Regions from separate parts of the Pan troglodytes genome. Here region 1 is linked to region 2. A link is a contact called in public HiChIP or PLAC-seq data. All regions are on one chromosome and are shown on one strand. Each heading gives the region's core, a stretch centred on a gene start, on an enhancer-like site or on the middle of the called end of the contact. The rest is flanking DNA. Distances are from core to core; before and after follow the strand shown. Region 1 holds the start of ABTB2 (ankyrin repeat and BTB domain containing 2). Region 2 holds the start of NAT10 (N-acetyltransferase 10).

Evidence for each region. HiChIP or PLAC-seq counts read pairs in DNA pulled down with a chosen protein or histone mark.
Region 1: an H3K4me3 HiChIP or PLAC-seq map of stem cell-derived excitatory neurons shows a contact between it and region 2, with 11 times the contacts expected there. The contact joins the promoter of ABTB2 here to the promoter of NAT10 in region 2. A contact is called at or near these places in 2 of 7 Hi-C or Micro-C datasets (blood and stem cell-derived neural progenitor cells) and 1 of 1 datasets of contacts at active chromatin or transcription factors (stem cell-derived excitatory neurons).

Annotation. Positions count from the first base shown.
Region 1 is chr9:38,368,280-38,374,143 of NHGRI_mPanTro3-v2.0_pri, reverse strand. ABTB2 (ankyrin repeat and BTB domain containing 2) reads left to right here and starts at 3,245. Exons shown (of 17, transcript XM_016920656.4): 1 at 3,245-5,701. The coding sequence starts at 4,339.
Region 2 is chr9:38,113,295-38,118,899 of NHGRI_mPanTro3-v2.0_pri, reverse strand. It overlaps NAT10 (N-acetyltransferase 10), which reads right to left and starts at 3,494. Exons shown (of 29, transcript XM_016920657.4): 1 at 2,946-3,494; 2 at 393-515. The coding sequence starts at 500.

The DNA of each region.
Region 1 (5,864 bases), core at 1,996-4,495, 260 kb before region 2:
GTGGTCCCAGCTACTCAGGAGGCTGAGGTGGGAGGACCACTTGAGTTAAGGAGGCAGAGGTTGCAGTAAGCCAAGATCATACCACTGCACTCCAGCCTGAGTGACAGTGAGACCCCATCTCAAAAATAATTAATTAATTAAAACTTAAGACTCAGTTCTTCAGTCACAATAGCTAGATTTCAAGTTGCAGCCACACGTGGTTAGTGGCTTCTGTATTTGATAGCACAGATATGGAACCTTTTTCTTTATCTCAGAAAGTTCTATCAGACAGTCCTGCATAGATGCATAGACCCTCTCTCCAGAATATGCAAATATGTACTCATATTAAAAATGTTGTAGGCAATTTTAGGTGATTCAAAGACACTCCCCACTTCCTAAGCCCACCTCCCCAAGGTGTTAGGAACCCCTTTCTGATGTGGGTGGGGGCTGGGCATAGTGGCTCATGCCTGTAATTCCCACACTTTGGGAGGCTGAGGCGGGCAGATCACTTAAGGTCAGAAGTTTGAGACCAGCCTGGCCAGTATGGTGAACCCGTCTCTACTAAAAACACAAAAATTAGCCAGAAGTGGTGGCACATGCCTGTAGTCCCCACTACTTGGGAGGCTGAGGCAGGAGAATCTCTTGAACCTGAGAGGTGGAGGTTTCAGTGAGCCGAGATAGCACCACTGCACTCCAGCCTGAATGACAGAGTGGGACTCTGTCTCAAAAATAATAATAATATGGATGGGGAGCACATGACTCTCCTAAAGTCTATGGAGGAGGCAGGTATCAGGAAAATCTCAGTTCAGATGTCAGTAATCCTTTTCCCTTAACACACAGTCTTAAGCACCTGCTGGTTCCTTGAGAGTTTAAAAAGAAACCTAGCTGTTCATTACATTGCCCCATTCATCCTGTTAGTTTCATTCGTTCACTTATTCAATATTTATTGAGCTCCTACTTTACGCTCATACTGACCTAGGCAATGGGATACAAAAGTGAACTCAATGGAGAAGATCCCTTCCCTCATGGAGCTTATATTCTTGTAGGACAGAAAGACAACCAACAAACAAGCAGGTAATGCTCTCTGCTCTATAAACTTAGTTTTCTCCAATTAATTTCAAATCTATTTCTGTAAGCCTGAACATGTTAATTCTCTGCTTAAAGACATTCCCTCCTGACTAGGAGAGTTGATTAAAACCACCTGTGGGAGTTAAAGATCTACATCTGCCAAATGCACCGAAGGTGATCCACAAACTAAATTAAAATTTGGCCACTCTCCAAAGTCAAGGCCATAATCTACCTTTCTCATGAGACAGTTCTGTCTGTAAATAGTTGGGATTATAACACCCTCACTTTCAAGGTAAATTCCAGGGTATTTTATCTCCTAATTTCCAGATTGTTTTTGATTGTGTAAGCACATAGAAGACCTCACACCAGGTAAAGTTTCTAAAGTTTACTTCAAGCTACCTCTGTTACATGATTTTTGCATAGGTAATCCGAGATCTGCTTCTTAATTGTCAACTCCACTTGGAATTGTTCCAGTGTTTGCCAGTGTTCTGTTATGTTCTTTTCTACTTGTCCAGCTTAATGACGCTGTTTTTCTTCAAAAACAATGTTTCTTCAAAACTAATATTTGGGTAAGGCCCAAGTTGGGATGACATTTTCTCTTAATATAATTTGCATTCTTAAAATCAAACACATTACCAGCAGATTGGCTTAACTGAACACATGCACGTATATATAAGAAACCATGTCCTTTCTTTCCTTGACCCAAAGTTTTGTATTTCACCACACTGGCCAACTCCCAAAAGTTTAACTGAAATCAAAGAATTGGTTCATTCTAAGATGGCTGGATATATATATATATATATATATATATATATATATATATATATTCATCTCTATCTATCTTCCTCCTATTCTTTTTCCCATATCACACAAAACACAAACACAGACACATTCTGGGTTTACTTGGTACTGCCAGTCCTCAGGCTGACTAGAAGACTGAGGAAAATTTGAAAGACAAGAGATCTATCTACAGTCTTTCCTAACTTCCTAGTCCCTTTACCAGATTTTTCCATCAGGATTTTTCTTCCTTTTTTCCTTGAGGAAGCCAACTCTTGAGGGCTACAAAACACTTATTTCAGCATGTGTCTCTAAAAGATAAGAACATTTGATAAACATAACCACACTACCATTACCACATCAAAAAAAAAAAGTTATTCTTTAAGAGCAAACATCGAGGCAGTGTTCCTAATGGTTTCATAATGTCAAATGTTTACTGGCTTTTTAAAACAAATTCAAAATACACATAAGTTCCACACCTTGTAATTGGTTATTATGTCTTTCAAGTCTCTTTAAATGTGTAGGTCTTCTCTCCATCTCTTTCTTTCCTTGAAACTTAAAGAAACTCAGTTGTTTGTTCAGAAGCATTTCCCATGGCTGAATTTTGCATAATATATCTTCAAGTTGCAGGTCAACATTCACAGGATTCTCAGATTCAGTTGGAGGCATGTTTGATTATCTACACTTTAAGTCATCAAGTAATTTGAATATATTAATATAAATCCCATAGGCTCTTTTTCCCACTCCAGATGATTCCTCCAATAACCTTTCGTTCAGTAAGTTCCCCGTTGTAAATTTCCAGTTAAGTAATTTTCTTTAGGTTTGATGGGTGCGCACAACGAAGAAAAGGGGGGGCGGGGAAACCTTTCTGAAATTCATTTCCTTTGAATATATCCATTAGAGGGCGACATTGCCTTTAATATTATATTTCCCCAATAAAGTTTTAAATTGCATAAAATTTACTTTTGTATTTTTGACAAGTTGGACCTCATTGCCTACTTTAACTTCTAATCTCACGTCTGTAAAGTGTGACTGCGTTCTCCTTTGTTAATTTGATCTCTGCTGACTTGCGTCTTTGATATTACAGTACTTCCATCTTTGACTCTGTTCCCAATTCTAACCATCGGGCGGCGATGTTGCATAAATAAAGACCCGCGGAAAGGCAAAATTAAGCGAAACTGCCAAATAAAAAGCAGTTTCACCGGGGGTAAAGGCCATTAATTTAAGAAGGAAAGAGACAAACCAGACATTTCTAGTTCATATCCAACTCACGGCCCAAGGTCAGAACTGTGTAAAATGCAACACAAAGGAGCCATTCAGGAGTGGGGGAGGCTGACTTGGGGAGAGCGAATGCACAATCCCCGCCTTGAGTCTGCGGTTCCACTGGAGGGGGCACAGGTCCGTTCGCGCACGTGCGTGTGAGTAGCCACAGGGCAGCGGCGGGACATGCCTGCACCGGGCATGGGACTGCTGAACCAACAGCGCTCTGGCGGACCGCTTGGGACACCCGCCCGGAGGCAGGTTGGCACTGGCGCTGCCTGGAGGTCAGCCACTCATTGTACCCCGGAGGAACTGGGTCCCACGGGGGCATACGGCTCGCCCACCGGCACGCGTTAGGAGGCGAACACCTGCATCCAGCTAGGTGTTCCGAGCGCAGGCCAGGGCTAGGGACTGCTCTGCCACCTTCTTCTCATTCTTCCTGTAAGAACACTGTCTATCTCGGACAAAAAGGATCCACCTGACAGCAAGTGGTATCGTCACACAGAGGTAACAGGGAAGTTAGGGATCCTCCTGAGAATCTGACAAAAGTTGGTGCCCCCTCCCCATAGTGGCACTCAGAAAACTGCAGGTGAAACTACAAATGGCGGAGGCACTCACAGGCTTCCTGGGGTCCGTCCATTGATCAGATACCAGGTTAAGAAATTCTGTCCTGATTGGAGCCTAGACGGCAGCGCAAAGAAACCAGACGGACTTGGAAAGAGAGCCAGGGACTCCCTCCTCCCTCCAAACACAGCCAGCGTTTCATCTCGGATTGCGGGAGGGGCCTGGCGGAAGGTGGAGGAGAGGTGGAGCGCCTGGATGGGGCCCTCCCCATTCTCCTGGCCCCAACCCCAGGACGCCTGGCTGCGGAGGGCTCGAAAGCGAGCAGCGAACGCCCAAAGCCTGGGTGGCGGGAAGGTGGCAGCGCCCTGTAGCTTTTCCTTTGCATTTTTCTTTAAATCGTGAGCTCCGGAGCTATCGTTTCGACCGCTGCTTTCCGGTCTCCACCTCCACCTCCCAGTTGGCTGGCTCGCCCTTCCCCCACCTCCCCATCCCAACCCCCCCCATCCCCACCCCCATCCCCACCCCCATCCCAGCCGCGTGCCCGACCCTCGGCCTCCAGCCCCGCCTCCTTCGCCGCGGGGTTTCACCCGCGGCAGAGTGAAATCTGCATAGTGACCGCCCCCTCGGAGCTCATTGGTGCAGCCCCGCCCATCGCGGCAGGTGATTGGTGAGCCGCCGGGGATTATTTGCATGTCGGACGCAGCCGGGTACCCAGCTGTGCTGCCGGCCGGCGCAGCGCAGAAGTTTGCAGAGCGCTTTCTCGCCGGCTGGTCCCGGACTCGCGCTGCGCCCTGCACCCTGCGCCGCCGCCTCCTCCTCCTCCTTCTGCCGCCGCCGCCCTGTTCTCCCGGGATTCCTTCTCTGTGGAGGACTGACGCTCTGCTTGTGGGAATTAGAGGTGGACAAGGGGGAGTGCCGGGGGGTAGCGACGGGGGTCTTTCCAGTGACAGCTGCGAGTCGGGACGCCGGGAGCGTGGGGCTCCTGCTGGCCACGGATCTCGCCCACCTTCCCGCGGCCTCCGGGCAGGCAATGCGGCCGCCGAGCCCCGCGACGCAGAGAGGAAGGAGGGTGGCCCGGAGAGCCTAGAGCTTGTTTCTGCCCACTTGGGAAAGAGGGCATGGAGTTGTGAGTGCCCCTCGCTCGGCGACGCCGCCCTCGGCAGCCTCCCCATGGCCGGGACGTACAGCTCGACTCTGAAGACGCTGGAGGACTTGACCTTGGACTCCGGGTATGGGGCCGGGGACTCGTGCCGCTCGCTCAGCCTCTCGTCCTCCAAGTCCAACTCGCAGGCGCTCAACTCTTCGGCGCAGCAGCACCGCGGGGCGGCCTGGTGGTGCTACTCCGGCTCCATGAACAGCCGCCACAACAGCTGGGACACGGTGAACACGGTGCTGCCCGAGGACCCCGAAGTGGCCGACCTCTTCTCGCGCTGTCCGCGGCTCCCCGAGCTGGAGGAGTTCCCCTGGACCGAGGGAGACGTGGCCCGGGTGCTCCGCAAAGGCGCTGGCGGCCGGCGGCTGCCCCAGTTCTCCGCCGAGGCGGTGAGGCGCCTGGCCGGGCTGCTCCGCAGGGCACTGATCCGCGTGGCCCGCGAGGCGCAGCGCCTGAGCGTGCTGCACGCCAAGTGCACCCGCTTTGAGGTGCAGAGCGCCGTGCGCCTGGTGCACAGCTGGGCGCTGGCTGAGAGCTGCGCGCTGGCAGCCGTCAAGGCGCTGTCCCTGTACAGCATGAGCGCCGGCGACGGGCTGCGCCGGGGCAAGTCCGCTCGCTGCGGCCTCACCTTCTCAGTGGGCCGCTTTTTCCGCTGGATGGTGGACACCCGAATCTCCGTGCGCATCCACGAGTACGCAGCCATCTCCCTCACCGCCTGCATGGAGAACCTGGTGGAGGAGATCCGGGCCAGGGTGATGGCCAGCCAGAGCCCTGATGGCGGAGGGGCCGGAGGCGGGGAGGTGTCTGCTGAGGCCCTGGAGATGGTCATCAACAACGACGCCGAGCTCTGGGGCGTCTTGCAGCCCTATGAGCATCTCATCTGCGGCAAGAACGCCAATGGTAAGCGCGCGGGCCTCGGACTGGCAGACTGGGTAGGCAAGAAATCCCGCCCTGGGCTACTGGGGGAGTGAATTTCCTGAGACAAAGCTGGTGGCTGTGCCAGTTCTTTGGGAGAAAACGTTTGGTCTGAGGATAGGGTTCATTACATGGCACTTGCCAGAGA
Region 2 (5,605 bases), core at 2,245-4,744:
TCACAGAATTTCAGGCACAAAAGAGACTTTAGAGACTGCCAGGCTTAAGACCTCATTTGACGGATGTGTAAACTAAATTGAGGGCCAGGGAAGGGAAGTGCCCAAGGTCCCAAGGCGAGCAATGACCAGGTTTGGACTAGAAGCCAGGTCACATACAGTTCACTTTGTGGTCAACCCACCACCCCAGGCTTCAAAAGGTATTAGCTTGTCTGCGAATCAATCTAAATACAGAGAATTCACCACTTCCAGGAAATAAAGAAAGGTTCCCACTAGGCATCTTACCAGCCAAAGAGATCTTAATGCCATTATGTCCTGAAACAGCAGAGTGCTTAAATATGCTGATTCTTTGGACAAGATAAAAAGTAATTCAGGAAGCATTTACCAGGCCATACCTGATCTTTTCCTCGATCCCCAACTACAACAAAGAGAGATCTTTGCCGCTCAGCTACTCCATTTTCAATGAGAATCCGGATTCGGTTATCCACCTTTTTCCGATGCATGGTGAAAAATTATTACTAAAAGAGAAAGAAAGACAACTGGCCATGCGCACTAGATTGTCTAAGGAACATTAGCTGGCTGCCTCTTGTGGGGCCTGGGACTGTGCTAGGCATATCTATAAATATTGTCTTACTTAACCCTCTACGAGCTCCACAGGAAGACATCAGCCTCTAGTTTTAAACTCAGGAAACCTTAGGCTTGGGAGGTGAGAAAACCTTCCCTCAGCCTGGAAAGCCTGTAATTCACCTCTATTAAATATTTTTTAAAAGCCAGAAACTTGTATATTCAAAAAAGTAGAAGAATGACTAAAATACATAAGGAGATATCCAAATATCCAAAGCATTTTGTTTGTTTTTGAGACGGAGTCTCACTCTGTCGCCAGGCTGGAGTGCAATGGCATGATCTCGGCTCACTGCAACCTCTGCTTCCTGGGTTCAAGCAATCCTCCTGCCTCAACCTCCCAGGTAGCTGGGACTACAGGCGCATATGTTGGCCAGGATGGTCTCGATCTCTTGACCTCGCAATCTGCCCACCTCAGCCTCCCAAAGGGCTGGGATTACAGGTGTGAGCCACCACGCTGGGCCAAGCATTTTTAACAACTAAGGATATGGATATAGATGCTTATGACAGGATCATGACAGAATAAAGTATGATAACATTTCTTATGCATACACATAACAGAGGGAAAAATAAAAAAGACTGGAAGGAAATACCAAAGTATAAAGCAGCTACTTCTGGATGGTGGGACTTTTATTTTGTTCTTTTGTTTTTGTGGAATCTTAAAAAATTCACGTGTTACTAATAAAGTCAGGGAAATCAATAACCATCAATGAATAATTCCATGATGTAATGTGTCCAACTGTTTCCTCATTTTAGGGAAAACGATATTGAAGCCTTTGTACAGACAGACCTCAAAAGTTCTCGCCGGGAGTGGTGGTTCATGCCTGTAAGCCCAGCACTTTGGGAGGCCGAGGCGGGTGGATCACCTGAGGTCAGAAAGTCGAGAGTATGGCGAAACCCCGTCTCTACTAAAAATACAAAACTTAGCCGGGAGTGGTGGTGGAGCTGCAGGAGAGGCTGAGGCAAGAGAATCACTTGAATCCGGTAGGCGGAAGTTGCAGTGAGCCGAGATGGTGTGCCATTGCACTCCAGCCTAGGCGACAGAGTGAGACTCCGTCTCAAAAAAAAAAAAAAAAAGGTTCTGTGATTACCTACAGTAAAATACTGCATCATCCCAATAAATACATCAAAAAAAAAATCAGAAATATCACTGTAAAAGTAACATGCTACTTAGATGTAAAAGTGACATGCTACTTAGAAACTCTGGTACCTACTACATTATAAACATAAAGCTCATTTACTGAAACTTACCATACCTTAACTGTCCCTTCTAACCTTCCAATCCAAACAGATTTTAGCATATGTCTTACTATAAAACACTAAGTCACTGTCAAGGACCCCAATTTATACGTAAAGGAGAAAGTATAAAGAATTCAAATATCCCGAGGCAGAAAATCGACAGACAGAATTCACACTCAAGTCTTCCTGACTCCAAAGCCTGAGCTCTTCCTAGTTCGCCAATCTTCCCAACTTGTAAACCTTGTGTTGCCGGCCACATAAAGATCCCGCAAAAATCAATCAACAACTAATTAATGGGGGCTGCCTTTTGCTCTAGCTACTGTGGGAGCCCCAGAAGTAGTACCACAAGGCCCTTGACTTCAAGCTTGCATTCTTCTTGAAGAAGGTATTTAAGAGAATGAGATGAGGAACAAGAACACAGGTAAAATTAGATGTAAAAAAAAAAAAAAAAAAAAAAAAAATAGCTATACTGAGGGACCGGTCAGATGAAGGAAGGGCTGAGATTACTATGGGCTGAAGCTGTCATGGAAGGCCTGGATGGGGAAGGCCTTGAAGGAGATGATTATTTTTCGCTCACTCATTCGTCTATCTACACATAACATCTATGTGGCAGGCACCATTTTAGGTGCATTGGCAAACAAAACCAAGTCCTGAATGTGACTGCTGAATAAAGAGTATAAAGGAATGTGCACAGTGAAGGATTTAAGAACGTGGAAGGATCTGGAATCAGATTACCCTAAGTATAATGCCCAGACCTGCAGCCAGGCACTGCGGGCAAGCTCCACGGAAAGCAACTGTTGTCACCCACCCATTCACCCCGACTCCCCAGTTACAGGCACTTAGAGGGTGGGTATCGAGCCACGCAAATCCCCGAGGACGCTCGAGAAGCACGCGCCGAGAGCGGCTGCGTATTGGAGAGGTGATTCTGTTATCTTGGTGCGCCCCAAAAGAGGGGTGGAGGACAGTCGGCGTAGGCCAGGTATCCGTCCGGATGCAGAGCCTTCATCCTGAGGCCGGTCCCCTCTCGGCCCAGGAAGGACACAGACACCGATCTTGGCATCCATACCCGGCCCTCCCGCGTTGGGTACCTGCGCCCCGAGCCCGGGGGATCCCAGCCAGTGGAGAAGGGGAAGCACGTGGGAGCACGGAACAACTCCGAAAGAGAAGGCACAGCTGACTGCCCCTAGCGTATGCCTGGTGTCCGGGTCACGTAGCAAGCCTGGCTCCGCGGCACGCGTCCCTCTCAGGAACTGGTAGACAGCGCGTGCGCAAGCGCATTAAAGTCGCAGAGATGGCGAGCGAGAAGGGACCTTCCTCAAGGCTGTCGCTGAGTAATGACGTAAGCCACCAGAAGCGGAGCTGAGGCCTAGATGTCCACTGCGGTTGCGCATTTTAGTCCCACTGCTCGCGGTAGCTGGGTGTTGGCTGCGGTTTGCCTCTTCACTCTTCATATCCCAGCTAAAGTACCTCGGCTAAGAAGGGCAAAATAGATGTCCGCACCCCAGGGCCTGCCCACGTAGGTCCAGGGTTTTCAGCGTCAGCCGGGTTACGCGAGACGCGACGGATCCAACGATTTGTGTTCAATTTAACCGATCCCTGTTAAATTGAGGAAACTCGGCCAACAGACCTATTTTATTGGTTTCGCTTGGCCCTCCACCCCCACAGTACTGATCTTACAGATGGGAATCCTGTAATCTACCCATGACTGCGGCCGCTGTACTTTGCAGGCTCCCATTAGGCCTGTATATGGTCGTCAAATGAAATTACTCCCCCTGGGCTTCCAGTGAACTCCAAGAACATGACTACAGGGACAACCTATACATAGTGTTGCATTCTTGACTTTCGGGCAGATCGCTGAACTTCAAAAAACATTATCAACTGCTTGATGTTTCCTCCTGGATACCGCAAATGTCTGAATCCAAACCCCTTCCCCAGATACACTTTTAATTTTAATGTCATCAGCAGCACTACCCATTTAATCCAACATCCATCATGAAATTATTTTTTAGTTCATTCAGCAAAATGCGAATATGCCCAGGCACTATTCTGCTCACAAGGGATAGTGTCCAAAATGTTCCTGCCCCTCGTGGTTAATTCTAGGTTAAGTTTTAAATGCTATTAAGCAAAAGTATCAAGTGAGTAAAGTGACTAAGGGTACTATTTTAGAAACGAACACTGAAGGCCTCTGACGGGGAGACACTGGATGGAACAAGGACCTGAAATTTAGAAAGAATGAGCCCTGAAAATATGAGTGAAAAACTTCCCCATGCCAAAGATGTACATACAAAAGCTCCAAGATGGGGGAGTCCTGGCAAAGCAGTCAGTGTGGCCAAAGCAGTGGGCAAGTGAAGGACCAGATTTAGAATTTAATTCTAGTCATGATGAGAAACCACTAGAGTTTGTGGGGGACAGGGAAATGAGAAAATCTGCTTTGCCCTCTTAAAAGGCTTCCTGTTATGCAAAAACTAAATCACAGGAAGGCAAAGGTAGAAAAAGGAGAACAATTATAAGCTATTGTAGTCACCTGTGCTAGGATGGTAGTTGTGGTAGTAGTTAGAAGTATTAGATAACTCTGGATATTCAAGTTAGAACCACGTGGACTCACTTAAGGATTAGATGCAGGTTATAAAAGTACATTGAAGATGGCACCCAAAACATTTGCTCTGAGCAACTGGATGAATGAACAACTGGTGTTGGGTAATCAAGGAGTTGACTTGGAATATTGAGAAATTCATATCAAGATGTTGAATATGAGTTTTGAGAGGTTTGGGACCTAGAAATATTCAGGACTAAAATGCTGATCATATTCAAAATCATGGGATTGGATCAGATCACCCAGGGAAGAACACAGCTAGAGATGAAGTCTGACATCCAAGACCTGGAGAAATCAGCAAAGGATACTGAGTAGTGACCAGTGAGATAGGGAATCCATAGAATCCATTCACTACCACCACCCCATCCGCACCTTAAGTTGGAATCCATTTCTCACATGGGCCACTCCAACAAGCCTCCTTACCATCTCTTGGTCCATATATGTTGTTCATTGCATTCAATGTTCTTTAAATGGTAACTTTATTAAGTGAGCCACCAACCCCACCCCAAACAATACAGCCTTTTTTTTTTTTTTTTTGAGACGAAGTCTCGCTCTGTCGCCCAGGCTGGAATGCAGTGGCGCGATCTCTGCTCACTGCAACCTTCACTTCCCGGGTTCAAGCGATTCTTCTGCCTCAGCCTCCCAAACAGCTGAGACTACAGGCGCATGCCACGACGCCTGGCTACTTTTTTATTTTTAATAGAGACGGGATTTCTCCATATTGGCCAGGCTGGTCTCAAACTCCTGACCTCGTGATCCACCCGCCTCGGCCTCCCAAAGTGCTGGGATTACAGGCACGAGCCACCACACCCGGCCCAACACACAGCTTTAAAACCTTCAATAGTTTGCAACTGTTCTTAAGAGACAAAACATGGGATGCAACTACTATGCCGTCCCTAGTAGCCTTTACCTGTTTCTCTAACCTGTAACTCTGCTAGTCCTTTCTCTTTCCACTTGATCCTGGTAACTTTCTCAGTCACTGGTGATCAGATGTTTAGGTATGTTCTTCTCTCCCTTTCTTTGACTAGTCTGCTACTCCTCATCCTTCAAATCTAGCTCAATTACCCTTTCAGTTAAGTCTCCCCTGATCATTTTAACTAGGGTATACAGTCATGGCTTTAATATCTGCCATCAACCACATTGCTCCATCATGGC